2 separate regions of the Mus musculus genome follow, and region 1 is linked to region 2. The links are chromatin contacts, called in public Hi-C maps. All regions are on one chromosome and are shown on one strand. Each heading gives the region's core, a stretch centred on a gene start, on an enhancer-like site or on the middle of the called end of the contact. The rest is flanking DNA. Distances are from core to core; before and after follow the strand shown. Region 1 has its middle 97 kb from the start of Gm45941. Region 2 has its middle 95 kb from the start of Gm4166.

The links. A called contact is a pair of places that touch in the nucleus more often than the background predicts.
Region 1: a Hi-C map of the N1E-115 cell line shows a contact between it and region 2, with 3 times the contacts expected there. The contact joins two enhancer-like sites. A contact is called at or near these places in 3 of 484 Hi-C or Micro-C datasets (the N1E-115 cell line, embryonic fibroblasts and nephron progenitors).

The regions. Positions count from the first base shown.
Region 1 is chr12:27,847,339-27,850,962 of GRCm38.p6, reverse strand. No RefSeq gene overlaps it. Among named protein-coding and RNA genes, the nearest start is that of Gm45941, 97 kb to the left of the region's middle. Within about 2 kb of position 1,487, at least 4 of the 459 cell types and tissues checked have an H3K27ac peak or open chromatin away from gene starts, as enhancers often do. A contact at or near this core is called in the N1E-115 cell line, where this site is marked.
Region 2 is chr12:27,501,491-27,505,631 of GRCm38.p6, reverse strand. No RefSeq gene overlaps it. Among named protein-coding and RNA genes, the nearest start is that of Gm4166, 95 kb to the left of the region's middle. Within about 2 kb of position 2,436, at least 33 of the 459 cell types and tissues checked have an H3K27ac peak or open chromatin away from gene starts, as enhancers often do. A contact at or near this core is called in the N1E-115 cell line, where this site is marked.

The DNA of each region.
Region 1 (3,624 bases), core at 238-2,737, 350 kb before region 2:
GGATCAGTCTGTGTTTTCATCATCAATAATGTCAGGATGTGGAGGTTGAGGCTGAAGTGGATTTAAAGGGTCATGCTCTTAAAGGTTGTACATCTTCATGGGGGACCACAGGTGTTTACAATTACCCATGAGCAGAAGAGATGACAGAAAATATCATAGATACAACAAGCCACACAGTTTTCATTTGTACAAGATGCAGGCCCTGTTTGCAACTGAACAGTAAGGGATAACTATGCAGTAAAGTGAGGAGTTGAACTGTGTTGATCTGACTTGTATCCAAGGTACTTGTAGAACCCTTTAATGGCACATCATGGATATATGTCAACTCTGTGTATTATGAAGAGATGTGTCTTTTGGTGCACAAGTGAGAGGAAGCACTCGGGTGAAGACAGGAAGGCTAGGTCAGGTGGAGCTAACACAGCAGATGTTGTAGGATCTTCTAGCTTTCCACCCAGGACAGGGCTGCAGATGAAATGGCCTGTGTTGAAGTCACACTATGTCCCACTCTTAGCTATGTGGTATACCACTTATTGCACTGCTTCCCAGCAGGGGCTTACAGTCCCTCCCAAGATACACAAGGTTGAAGCAGTGGATGCTCTGGGGACAGCAACCAGGATACAGCGTTCTTTACTCTCCTAGAGAAGCCTCCTTCTAACATCAGAATCTAAATAAGAAAAATGATTCCAGTATTTGCTGGATGGTGGTGAAGGTGTAAGAGCACCATTGCTAAAGAATCACCACTGGACTGGCAGAAGTTCTAGCATGGGAGACAACCATGGCTCTACCACTTACCTGGCCTCTCTGATCCAGAGATCAGATGAGAGATCCAGCTTGAGGACAGAGCCTTGACTCCTTTATCTCTTAAGATCATCACTCGGCCTCCGTATGGGCCCGCTCTACCATAGCTATGAGCTTAGGTCTGAATCTGTTGCACCAAGATGCCCTGCCCTTCCCTGATTGGACTTGTCTTAGTATTACAGCTTCTACCCACTGTTAATTTAAAAATTCAGAAAGGATGGCTAATGGAATGTGTAAGTGGAAGAAAGAAATCTGATTTCTAAAGCCATGGTTCTGACAAAGGCCAATCTTGCTACTATGCTCTAAGCCATCTCATCTCATCTAGAATGGCAGTTGTTACTGGTGTTATTTCTGTCTGGTCACCTACATTAGTGCTTGCTGCTGCCACCTGGTGGGTGGAGGCCTCGATGTTGCTTCTCGTCCTTCAAAGCACAAGACAAGCCCAGATGCACAGAACCAGCCAGATCGAGTGCTGAAGAAGAGAGGTGGTAAACTGGGGGTAGGGTGGGGTTGCTTGCCCTTGTAGATGCCCACAACAGCTTTGCTTTCCTCCCAGTGACCCTTATCACACTCCTGATCCTGGCCATACCTGAATCCTACTCTCTTTCCTGCCTTTGACTTTCAGAGAACACACTCACAGACATTAATTTAGGCCACCAAACTCCTTTTCTGAAACAATTCCTGCTGCCTAGGATCTACACTATCCTTCGTCCTCTGTCCTCAGTCCTCCTGTCCTCCCACAGAGTCAGCTGAGGAAGTGTGGCCTCCTGGGATCAGCTAGCTTCAGCCAAGATGGTGCCAGTCACCAGCAGGGGATCTCCGGAGCCTGCTGAGGGTACATGACCTCTGGCAGACTGGCTGTCTAGGAAATCTCAGGCCCATGCATCCATGCGTGTCTTCTTCATCCTTCACAGGACACAAGGTCACAACAAGAGAAACAATTAAAACTAAGTATATCCTGGATCTGCCACTGTGGAATGGTGATGTCTCTCCAATATGACTGCCTACCAGACTGAGCACCAGGGAGCCTTCTGTGTGATTTTAAAAAAGTGTGACAGCCATCAGCCTCAAACTGGCTCAGCCTTGAGTTTCAAGGATAATATCTCCTTCTATGGTGAGGCAGCTGCACTGCCCTATACAGAAGACTATATGGAACCTCCAGAAGCCAGAAGGACTCTGACCATTGTGAGCTATATGCATGAACAAGCATCACCTCGTGTGGCCTGTGATAATGGTGCTGAGAAGAGCCAGAAGAGGAAGGGTGCTCTAAGCCAGCAGGATGCCTGGGGTTGTTCAAATGATGCTCTGCCCTCAGGATGACAGGAGGGAATTTCAAATCAGTGAAGACTCTCAGGGACATGTGCTGCAGGGGTGTAGGGTGAGGAGATGGGGCTCCGGAGTGGTGTTGTTTCTCCTTAGCTTCTTGGTATAAGGTTTTAGGGGCCGATAAGGTTGAGGAGAAAATCAGACATGGCCTTGAGATTATTAGGTGGTTGTGTCTATATAGCCTGATGTGAGTATTGGCTCACAGTGCACAGCTATAAGAAGCAGTACATCAGTATCAGTGATAATGACCCGCTTTTCAACCTACAGAGCCAACCTATGCTGACCCTGATGAGGTCAGGATAACTCATGACTGGCCCAGGGAAGAATGCTCTCACAGCCTTGTATGAACTAGTTGCTTTAATCTTTTACCAGCGTCTGGGAAATGATCTCCCTACTAACCTGTCTTAAGATGTTGCTTTTGCAATCTGTGGAAGGTGAATTTGTGGCAGTTAGGGTAGAACAAACTGAGAGCGAGGTCTCTGACCCCTGACCCCTGACCTCTGACCCCTGACTTTCAGGTGCCTCCTGAGCTTAAGACCTGCTCTCCATTCCTTGTGTGGGGCCGGCAGACCCCAGCCAGAAAGACACAAGGCAGTCAACACGGCAACTGGCTTACACGAAGGAGCTTTGTAGTCCACTGCTAGGGAATAAGACCTGAGAACTTAAGGCTTCTTCAAAAGCAAACTCAGCTGAGACCAGAATTTAGAAATTTAATTTATATAAAGCCGGTGGACTGAACTTTTACTTTATCTGCACAGTCAAATGCTGTGGACAGTTAATTCCCACATGAAACTATTGAAGCTTGGGGAATTTAGGGGCTGGGCAGGTGAGAAAGAGCACTTGTTGCTCTTGCAAAGGACAGAAGTTTGGTTGCCAGCATTCCTGTAAAGACCTCACAACTATCAGCAACCCCAGCTCCTGGGGATCTGATGACCTCCGCCATACTCACACAAAGACACATGCACATAAGATAAAATACATTTTTCATTATACAGTTTTGGATGCCCAAAGTAAAAAATACAAAATAAAAATTAAGGTTTCGTTGGAAACGTTGCGAGTATGGGGTCAGTCCTTATAGGACACTGTCGTGATTGGCTGATGGCACTATAAGGTCGTATGTTATATGCAAACAAGTTTCCTCCAATAATTACGAAATTAAATACACAATTGACATTGTCAGCTACTTTCAGGAAGTCTCCCATATAAACTCCCAGGGTTAACTGCTGACTGTAACCTCCCCTCCCCAGCCTGAAACCTGTTTGCTCAGGTTTCAGTATCAGAGAGCATCAGGGCGGAGCTTGCCGCCCCATCGTCCTGCCACTCCCACTGCCTGCCTCCTAGCTGGTCTGGAGCCATCACATATTCACCTGCAACCTTACTCCAAGATTATTTGGCGGGCCCCTCCCCCTCCTTCATAACTGAGTGTCGGAATAGTAAAATTGAGCTTTGACCAGAATGACTGTCTTAGCTGCATCTTTCTCTCTCGCCGCCTAGCCCCAC
Region 2 (4,141 bases), core at 1,187-3,686:
TGCTTCCCTTGAATTGTGCCTTCCTGGAAACATGAGCTGAAGTCCCAAATCTGGAACCTAAGAAATTCACCTCAACTTCAGTAGGGTCTCAGTAGAGAGGATCTCCTTCCATTTGAGCATGCCAAAGAACTGTGGGCCCTAAGACAGTGACCAGCATCAGGGCAGGCAGCCAGGGTATCTTCTCAATAGAGGTATCATGCACTAGCAAAAGCAGAAACTGTAGTGATATGCACACAAGCTGAGGAGTTCACAGGGTCTTTTATAGCCAGCAGGAGCTCAGTAGAAGCTCAGAAGCTTCTCTGAGAAAGAACGTACATGCCAACACCTTGGTTTTGGGATCTGTGGCCTCCAGCGCAGAGAAATAACTGGAATGTGCCCTCAAACTAACAAATGGCTGCTGTAGGAACCAGCTTAGGGGCCCTCCTTGTGCCTTACAGGGCAGACTAGAGAACATCTCTCTGGAGACGCTTCTCCATATCTTCATAACTCCATGCTTCCTCCAACATCCACAACTGGAAATATATCCATGGTGCCATTTCTTTTGTCACAAGAGCTAAGTAAGCCTTTTAACAAGACATTTGTAAGAGCATGTGTGCACATACGGGGTTCAGCTCTCCTGAGCTCTTGCCTGTTGTACAACTAATCTGCTTTTCTGTTGAGCCTTGGACTCAGCACTCCCCTATGAGAGCTGGAGAAAGCTAGCTGACTCCCAAATGTTCACCTTACGTTGTCTTGCCCTTCACTGCCAACCTGCAGGTGCCAGTATACCTAAATACTTCCATAAAATTCCATGTTTCAGATAGTTTTCTAACAACTTTAGCCACCTTTATGTCATTTCCACTGAGGGATAGGACAAATGTCATTACTTTTACTTCCTGGTGAGGATATCATGTAGTGAGGTCACACAAAGAACCTGTAGAAGTGGGATTTGAACCTGGGTTGGGTTTGTTTTGTTTTCTTTTGTTTTGTTTTTTCATGTACTAAAAAAAAACTAATGTCAGCTGTTTATATTCTAATCTGAACAAGAAGTTATTTTGAGATTTCTTAATATACATGTCCTCACATAATAAATAATTAGCGAGAGGGAGGATGAAAAACAGAGGGGAAGAAGAAACTGAAAAGTCTAAAAAGAAAAGAAAAAGAATAAATTTCAATAGTCTCTCAGACTGGATCAGAGTAACAACTTAGCTGACACCATTCCTGTGTCTTACAAACACATGTACACTGACAAAAGCCAATGTATTGCTGGCATATATTTTAATAGTAGGAAATACTAAAAACATACATGCACCTATCCTACCGGGTGCTTGAAGTCTGCCTGAAGAGTTCCCCATCTTTCCCACAGAGGGGCTTGTTCTAGATACAGTCTGCATAACAATTTCTGAATAATGGATAGATTTTTTACAGCCCTCAGCCCTCGTAGTACATACATTATTATTCATGTTTTCTACATTGATGTCTAATCTATTTTTTAATGACTTGCAGCCATATGCTGGTCTCAATCTGCATAAAAAATACTCCCAAAGGGAGTGACCCAGTCCAGATCTAGATCAGCATTCATTCTTTACAGGAGTCTCTCTGTTTTCTTTTTTTAAAAAAAAAGAAGTTGGCAAAAATTATAGATTACAGTTCTCTACTGAAAATGGAAGACTTACTTTTTCCAAGATTTGATTTTTCCTTTTCTTGTGTAACACTGAGGGTGTAACCCAAGTCTTTGTTCCTGCTAAGCAGCAACTATTCTGTGAACTATGTCATTCAGCTCTCCTTTTACTATTAAAGGGGGGGGGCATTTATTTTTATCTTACGTGTATGGGTGCTTTGGCTGCATATATGTCTGTGCACCACTGTGTGCCTGGTGCCTCCAGAGGCCAGAAAGCATCAGATCCCCTGGAACTACAGCTATAGGTAGTCATGAGCAATGGTACAGGGACTCAAACCTGGGTCACTCTGCAAGAGCAGCCAGCTCTCCTAACAGCTGAGCCTTCTACCCAGCCTGTCTTCTACTTTTTATTTTAAAGCAGGTCTTTGCTAAGTTGCAAAGGCTACCTTGAACTCCTGATCTTCCTTGAGATTCCCAGAGATCACAAACCTTGGGCCTGGCCCAGCTTGAACTCCTTATAAAAGTAGTAAGGGAACTCCTTTTGCAGTCAATTGTTTGAAGCAAACTTCATTCTGGAGGGGAGGGAAGTGTTTCTGCCCCTGAGCACATATACACCCTCTAAGAGTATCTCACCCTCCACTCCCACCCTGCAGGCTCCCTTGCCTGGCAAACTCCTAGAGCTTAAGGGCTGCAGTTTAAGGACTAAAGCTAGGCCCCACCCTGTGGTTTTTACAAAAGCCTGAGGGGGGGTGGGGGAGCCATCAGGAGTCCTGAATAAAGCCAACCTCCTGCAGTAATAGCTCTGAAGACCAGGGGGAGCCTAGTACGCCTGGAAGCCAAGAGATCCTCAGCCCTTCCCTCTTCTCAGCAGTTGAAGGAGGGACTGCCTGTCTTCTGGTTCCACCTTTGCCTGGACAGGTAGCTTGCTATAGGGGCTTCCAAAATCCTGCAGGCAAGAATGCAGAAAGCCAACAAGTGCAGTCTTTACACATCAGAGAGGCCTTCCTGGCCTGGTATCTTGGCAGATGTTTGTGGCTCCTTCCCCTTTAAGGGCCCAGATGTGGACGGCTGCTGACAGCAGTTCGAAACTCTATCCCCTGGAGGCCGGTTGTCGACACCACTGCTCTCTGCAAGCAGGCTCTGTGCTCCAGCTTAATTAGTGGTGTGTCATTGGGGTGGGCCAAATTTTCTACCCTGGCATTGGGGGAGGTGTAAAGTTGCAGCCACAATTGTCTGGAGATGATTCTTGGGTCCAGATTACGTGAGCCTGGGGCACAGAGGGAGGGAGGGAACAGCCTTCTGCTGGAGCAGGTTCATAAACAGGTGAAGTTGAAGCAAGGGAGAGCTGCTCCTCGACCATTTTTCAGTGAAGCTTGTTCTTTTATGATTCTCTGTCAGGCTTGATTCTGCAGCAGGATTTTACTCCTGTTTCCTCTCCATTTGCATATTTCCTAGGAGACAGACTCCCATCTAATCATGGATTAGGATTTGGAAAATCAGTATATTTTATGCTTTTAGAATGTCATTTTCTCTGTGAAAATTGAAGGTGCATCACTTGTGTGTGCTGTAAGAACTGCTGTGTTTTTTTTTTTTCTAGTGCTGTGTAAATGTAAAGATGTCATTCACACTGGAATTACAAAGTTACCTAACAGGTAGTGGATTCTAAAGTCTACAATACATGAATACTTTCTCAGAATGCATCTCTCAATATGTGACATAATGTGTGGGGGGTTTTCTCAGTAGCTCTGCATCTGCATTCCATTGAGCAGGAAAGATTAAGTGATCATACGACGCACGCGCGCGCACACACACACACACACACTTGCTTATTTGTTAGAGTAAAATCACTTAGTATCAGGCAACCTATTCATATTCTGAACCTAAAAGTTCTAATCTTATCATAGTACAATTTAAATATATTTGCATTTGTATACATAAAATAGAAAATGTATTTTTAGGTAAATGCCTTAAATGTACTTGTCCACCATTGTATATGTGTCTATGTAATACATATACATGCTCAGGTGTCCAGGTTACCCTCCTCTACCTGTGTGTGTGTGTGTGTGTGTGTGTGTGTGTGTGTGTGTGTGTGTGTGTGTGCGCGCGCACGCAGTGCCAACATGCATATGTGCACATATATACTGAGGCCAGAATCTCTTCCACAACTGCTCTCTACTTTACATGGTTTTGATTCAAGAGAACCTGGAGCTCACTGATTCAATGAAGCTGGCTGACCATTGAGCTTCAGGGCTCTGCCTCCCTAGCACTGGGATTACAGATGGGTGCCACTGTATATGGATACTTGGTAAGGAATTAAGATCATCATGTTTGCTTGTCAGATACTTTAAGGATTGAGCTATCTCCCTAGCCCTCAAGGACATTTTATGTAGAAAATAAAAAAATAAAATAAAATAAAAATTACAACCACTGCTGGCACCATCCAGAGAGAGAAGGGGACTCAAGATGTGTATCAATAATATTTAGCAGATGGGATTCTGCCAGGTTCCTAGTGCTATCGATCCAAGAGACCCTGGCTCACTA